2 separate regions of the Sus scrofa genome follow, and region 1 is linked to region 2. The links are chromatin contacts, called in public Hi-C maps. All regions are on one chromosome and are shown on one strand. The core of a region is the stretch at or near the end of the contact, and the rest is flanking DNA. Distances in the headings are between cores, read along the strand shown. Region 1 overlaps KIAA0391 (mitochondrial ribonuclease P protein 3). Region 2 holds the start of NFKBIA (NFKB inhibitor alpha).

Region 1 (3,285 bases), core at 646-3,145, 180 kb before region 2:
ATCCCGAATTGCTGTGACTGTGGTGTAGGTTGGCAGCAACAGCTCTGATTAGACCCCTAGCCTGGAAACCTCCATATGCCATGGGTGCGGCTCCAAAAAGACAAAAGACAAAAAATACATATCAAAAAATGAAAAAGTCAGTTATATAGCCTATAAGAAGCTTAAGCTTTTGGGGTGATTAAAAAGTAAGAAAGTTAAAGAAAACAGAAAAAAATAAGGATTGGCTGTTTATTCATTCAATTCAGAAGTATATCATTAGCTTATATCTAATTTAAAAATAATACCATTTTTATTGGTATTATTGTATTATTTGTATTAATTCAGGAAGAATTGATATGACATTTATTCTCTCCATATAAGAAAATGATATACTTGGGAATTCCCGTTGTGGCACAGCAGAAACGAATCCGACTAGGAACCATGAGGTTGTGGGTTTGATCCCTGGCCTCGCTCAGTGGGTCAGGGATCTGGTGTTGCTGTGGCTGTGGTGTAGGCCGGCAGCTGTAGCTTCAATTAGACCCCTGGCCTGGGAACCTCCATATGCCACAGGTGTGGCCCTAAAAATGATATACTCTTACCCTCGTTTTAGATATTTTTTTTAGGTTTTTTTGTTTGTTTTTTGGGGCTGCATCCACAGCATATGGAAGTTCCCAGGGTCGAATCAGAACTATAGCTCCCAACCTATGCCACAGCCACAGCAACGTGGAATCTGAGCCACATCTGTAACCTACACCACAGCTCACAGCAACACCGGATCCTTGACCCACTGAGCGAGGCCAGGGATCGAACCTATGTCCTTATGGATTCCAGTCAGATTTGTTTCCACAATACCACAAAGGGAACTCCCGACTTTTTAGTTCTTTTAAAATGAACTTTTCTTTTAGAATAGTTTTAGACTTACAGAAAAAAAAATTGCAGTGATAGTTCAGGGAGTTCCCACATGCCCTCTACCTACCTTTCTCTGTCATTAACATCTTCCTTTTTTTTTTTTTTTTTTTTTGGATTTTTAGGGCTGCACATGCAGCATATGGATGTTCCCAGGCTAGGAGCCTAATCGGAGCTGGCCTAAGCCACAGCTACAGTAATGCCAGATCCAAGCCACATCTGCAACCTACACCATGGCTCATGGTAGCAAGGCCAGGGATTGAACCCAAGTCCACATGGATACTAGTTGGACTCGTTACTGTTGAGCCACAATAGGAACTCCAACATCTTCTGTTAGTTGTAAATTTGTCACAGTTAATGAACCAACATGGATACATTATCATTCTCCAAAGCTCGTACTTTGTTCGTATTCCCTTAGTTTTCACTTGCTATCCTTTTTCTTTTTTTTTAATTTCTTTTTTTTAATTTATTTTCCCACTGTACAGCAAGGGGGATCAAGTTATCCTTACATGTATACGTTACAATTACATTTTTTTCCCCACCCTTTGTTCTGTTGCAACATGAGTGTCTGGACATAGTTCTCAATGCTATTCAGCAGGATCTCCTTGTAAATCTATTCTAAGTTGTGTTGCTGTCCTTTTTCTAACAGGATCCCTTCCAGGATCCCACATTACATTTAGCTGTTGTGTCGTGAGACTCCTCTTGGCTGTGACAGTTTCTGGACGGGCCTTGATTGTGATGAGCTTGACAGTTTTGAGGAGTACTGCGTAGGTGTTTTGTAGACTGTCCCACAATTGGGATTTATGTGATGTTTTCCTCATGATTAGGCTGTACTTACAGGTTTAGCAGAGGAAGACCACAGAGGTAAAATGCCGTTCTCATAGCATTTTTTAGTAAAAGTACACACTAGCAATGTGACTTATCGCTGTTGATGTGATATTGATCACCTGACTGAGGGAGTGTTTGTCAAGTTTCTCCACCGTGAGGTTATTTTTTTCTCCCCCGCTTTTCCTACTGTTATTTTTGGAAGGAAGTCAGTGTGCAGCCCACACTAAAAGTGGCAGCAGTTATGCTCCGCCTCCTTGGGGGCAAAGTATTTACACAAGTTATTTGGAATTCTGCTTGGGAAATGTGTCTGTTCTCCCCCATTTACTTATTTTATCACTTATTTATAGTAGTATGGACTTGTGGATATTTATTTTATACTTTAGGTTATAATCTAATATTACATTATTTTGTCATTATCATTTTTTTAGCTCTGGAAGCTGCAAGCTTTTTGTTGGCTCTTGTGTTCCTTTGCCATTTGCTCATTAGTGTGTGTTTTTTGAGCACTTCCTTACTTCTGGCGCTCCAGAAATCCTAATTTGTACAACATTTTTTTTTTCTTTTTCTTTTTTTTTTTCCGGCCATGCCTATGGCATATGGAAGTTCCTGGGCTAGGGGTCAAACCCAAGCCACAGCAGTGCAATGCTAGATCCTTAACCCACTGAGCCATGAGGGAACTCCTACAACATTCTTTAAAAGCTAAAAAAACATTGATAATTATATAGGTTACTTCAGTTTTCTCTCAAGAAAAAAGTGCTATCCCCTTTTTTGATTATTGAGGACAGCACAAAGGAAAGGTTAGCATTTTTCCTACTTTTACTCCATTTTTCAAATTCCAGTAATATTTGTTTCTGCCACTTAGTGTAATAGTTTTGCCAAGTCCCACCCCTCCCCCTTTCTTTTTTCCAAGGATTAATCTTGTTTGTGGTTTGCCTGTTTTGGAGGATCAGCATGTGTTTTGGGTGTTATTTTTCCTTTTCTGCCTCCTTAGCAGTGGAGTAGTAGGAAGGGCTTCAAAGGGGAAACTGAAATAGTATATAAACTGGTTCAGAGCAGCTCTCCTATTCCTTTGTCTCAAGTAGTCAAAAAAGCAGTTGTTACCCAACTATTAACACTGGTTACCTCCATAGGGGATGGTTATGGTTTTCTATATGATGCATTTATGTAGTGTTGGAATATTTTAAAATAAAGAGCTTATATTTCTTTTATAGACTGGAAAATGTTAGAGGTTTATTTTTAGAGTCAGTGGAAATGCAAAGAAAAGAACTTACCCTTTCCGTGGTTTGCAGTGCTTTGGAACTTAAAAACTTTTTTCCACACATGATACTCTCAACACTTTTGGTTCTTTTGCATCAATTTTGTTTAGCTCTACCTGCGTTTTTCCTAGTTTAGCTGTACTAATAAAATTGGCATGTCTATCCAGTTATTTTTTGTAATTGCAAGATTATATTTAGCATTTAAAGGTTGCTTGGGATTCCCTAATGATTGTTTCAAGTGCATAAGACTTCTCTTTAGCAGGGTTATAAATATATTATAATAGGTAGAGGCCCTTTTTACGTATGTCTCATGAAAAGA
Region 2 (3,313 bases), core at 13-2,512:
TCTACCAACAGAAGAGGGACAGAAAGGATAAGCCATGGATCAAACCCACAATCCATGTTCCCCTTGAACCCTAGAGATATCCTGGTTGTGCGTGCCGCTCCTCCCAGACAGATACAAGGGGTTAAGGAAACAGACGGGAGACCCCAGGTGGGCTTCATAAAAGCCTCACCAAATCAATGGGATTTTTCCTTCCTCTCTAGGATGTTGGCTGATTCAGATGTAAAAGCTCAGGGCGGATCATGACTAGGGGCAGTTAATTGGGAAATCATTGGAAATAACTGTGCTAGATCCAGCTCCATCAAGGGGTCAGAGAGGCAGAACCCAAGAGGCACGGGGCGGGCAAGCAGCGCACCTGCTGCAGGTTGTTCTGGAAGTTAAGAAAAGCCAGATCTCCCTTCACTTGGCGGACCACTTCCATGGTCAGTGCCTTCTCTTCATGGATGATGGCCAAGTGCAGGAACCTGAGGGGAAGAGAGGGAAAACCCCCAGGGCTGGTGAGTGCACTGCGTGGGGCCCAGGGAGGCACAGCCCGCAGGGGATTGCGCAAGCCCGGGGTTTCTGGAGGCCGAGGCCGCGGTGTTTTCCGCGAGGTTATTATGAGCTGAGTGTTCCTGGCAGGCACCCAGGGACTTTCCGCCCCCCCCCCCTCCCCAGGCGGCGGGCGCCGGCCAGACCGCCCCGCCCTCCCGCCGGGCCGGAACGCCCTGTACTTCCCCTCCCGCCCGCCAGCGGGGCAGAAACTCCCGCCCCCCCTTATGCAAGCGGGGACTTCGCGTCCCCGTGGCCGCCCCGCCCCCGGCCGAGGGGACCCGCAAAGGTGGGTGAGGGGTGGGAGGTGTGCACGGCTGCAAGGTAGAGCCGCGGGACCACGGCCCCAATCCCCGATCCCCGGCTCCCACGCGCAACCGTGCACCTTTGCACAGCCTCGGGGTCCGTGCACGAACCCCGATTCGCGGCCGCAGCGCGGGCCCCGCACCTCCGGCTGCAGGCCCAGCGCCCCCACCCGGCCCCGCCACCCGGGCCCGCGACACTTACGAGTCTCCGTCCTCGGTGAGCTGCTGCTTCCAGGGCTCGGCGCCGCGGGGCGCCTCCTGCGGCTCGAGGCGGATCTCGCGCAGCTCCTTCACCATCTGCTCGTACTCCTCGTCCTTCATGGAGTCCAGGCCGCTGTCGTGGCGGTCATCCAGTAGCCGCTCCTTCTTGAGCGCGTCCCGGGGCCCCTCCATGGCCCACTCCTGGCCGGGCTCTGCGGGCTGGAACATGGCGCGATGAGGGCTTGGGCGCTGCTCCCTAGGTGCGCGGGCCACAGGCTGCGCGGCGCGCTGGCTGCTCGCGGTGGCTCGGGCGGGCGGGACGATGGCCTCGGACTGTTGTGGGCTCGGCAGCGCCGCCGCGGCGCCCTATAAACGCTGGCAGGGGATTTCTCCTGGGCGGGGTCAAGCTCGGGGAATTTCCAAGCCAGTCAGACCAGAAAAGAGAACTGGCCTCGTCCTCTGCTGGGGGAAAAAGAAGCCTAAACCCCGCGCCCGGGTTCATCAGAGAAACTCCCTGCGATGAGCCACTGGGGTCATGTACAGGGAACTTTTTAATGCACGCTGAGTGGCTGGAAAGTCCTCCCGACCCGGCCCCCTCCCCCGGTACTTCCCTGCAGCCTGCAGTCAGTAATCCTGGCCCTCTGCATGGAACCTTATTTTCCCTGGGGTTTCCCACGATCGATTTGATTTGGGGTCGTCGGCTGCTAAGATCCCAAGGATGGAGAACTGCTGGTTTGCTGACCTGCCGATGCTTTCCTTTTTTTTTTTTTTTTTTTTTTTTAATCTCTTGAAAATGGGAGTGGAAATGTTGGCTGGATCTAGGGATTCACTTCCCTAAACTCCTGGGGAAGGACACACTGAGGGTGGAAGGTCGCCGGCTGCCTCTGCGTTCCTACCAAAGACCAGGCTCCTGGCAGTGCAGGGACATAAACCTCCCCCTCCCTCAAGCCCCCCTCAGGTAGAAGTCGTGAAAGCTTTAGCATTAACAGCGTAAATGCTTAGAGAACCCTCAAATCATTTCCTCGGTATGAACAGTCCTGTTGACTGGGGGAGGAGCAAGCACTCTGCCCTGGATGCTGGAAAATGCTGGATATGACTGGGCTATTTTTCAGGGAAAGCAAGGTGTTAATTTTTATAGCAAAGGTTGTAGATACTTTGCAGTGACAAAATAATTACTGAGGTCGTGTTCCTCCATTTGCACTGTGCTGCTGCAGAGAACCTACTTGTGGGGGCCGCTTTCTAGAAGCATTTGGAGAAGGTGGCTAAAGAATGGGTTGAGTAGTATTTTACCCAAGATTGGGCCTTAAAGATGGCTAAGAAAGTAGTTGCCAGGCATACTGCAGGAGGCTCAGGGCAGCCCCAAGGTGGCCTTCATCCTGCCCCTGCTGGCTTCTTGGGGGACAAAGGAGGGGGCAGCAGTTGGACCTGTCCATGCCATATGGGTAGCTACTCCAGGTTCACCATGTCCAGGTCTCAGCTGCAGAAACAGAAGTATGCTCTCTGCCCCATCCCCACCTCCTAGCCAATGAAAGGAATGCATTCATCTACTTCTAGAAATGGTCCAGGCCCTAATAAAGCAACTTGGATCAGACTTTTTCAGAAGGCACCCCAGGAAGCTTTTATAGTTTTGCAGAGATTTCTCGTGATTGTTGCAATCATCTTCAACTTGACTGGCCATGCACCAACCAATCCTTTTCCTCTCCTCATCTCCCCCTCCCCAATACCCCCACCTCTGATATCTGAATGTAGGGATGACAGACAGAATATGAGGGACAAAATAAAATCAAGAAAGAAATCTTTGGGGTAGTAACGATCACATAATAAAATGAAAACTGTCCAGGGAGAGACTCTGTATGTCTTTGTAGGCATTTGATAGACAAATACATCATTATTAGGCAAGGTGGCATGTGACGCTAAGTAGGAGATCTCACTTCCCAGCTCCACCCTTAATGAGCTGCACATTAGTTGAATGAATTAGCTACCTTTGCTATGGGGTACCTTCTTTTATAATAACAAGGTTGGATTTAATGATATTTAGATTTTTTTCCAGATTAAAAATGGTATTACTTGGAGTTCCTGTCGTGGCTCAGAGTAAACGAGTCTGACTAGCATCCTTGAGGAGGCAGGTTTGATCCCTGGCTTTAATCAAGGGGGCTAAGGATCTGGCGTTGCTATGAGCTGTGGTATAGGTCACAGATGCCGCTTGGATCTGGTGTTTCTGTGGCTGTGGCATAAGCTGACGGCCACACCTCCTGGGAACCTCCTTATGCTATGGGTGC

What was found. A called contact is a pair of places that touch in the nucleus more often than the background predicts.
Region 1: a Hi-C map of liver shows a contact between it and region 2, with 2.6 times the contacts expected there. The contact joins the enhancer-like site here to the promoter of NFKBIA in region 2. A contact is called at or near these places in 5 of 5 promoter capture datasets (fetal liver, fetal skeletal muscle, liver and 1 more), 28 of 47 Hi-C or Micro-C datasets (adipocytes, adipose tissue, alveolar macrophages and 14 more) and 2 of 2 datasets of contacts at active chromatin or transcription factors (alveolar macrophages and skeletal muscle).

The regions. Positions count from the first base shown.
Region 1 is chr7:64,688,506-64,691,790 of Sscrofa11.1, reverse strand. The region is part of intron 5 of KIAA0391 (mitochondrial ribonuclease P protein 3); the gene reads left to right. Among named protein-coding and RNA genes, the nearest start is that of PPP2R3C, 73 kb to the left of the region's middle. Within about 2 kb of position 1,895, at least 6 of the 83 cell types and tissues checked have an H3K27ac peak or open chromatin away from gene starts, as enhancers often do. A contact at or near this core is called in fetal liver, liver and omental adipose tissue, where this site is marked.
Region 2 is chr7:64,506,068-64,509,380 of Sscrofa11.1, reverse strand. It overlaps NFKBIA (NFKB inhibitor alpha), which reads right to left and starts at 1,262. Exons shown (of 6, transcript NM_001005150.1): 1 at 1,036-1,262; 2 at 353-461; 3 at 1. The coding sequence starts at 1,262. LOC110261573 (a long non-coding RNA gene) reads left to right here and starts at 468. Exons shown (of 3, transcript XR_002345861.1): 1 at 468-817.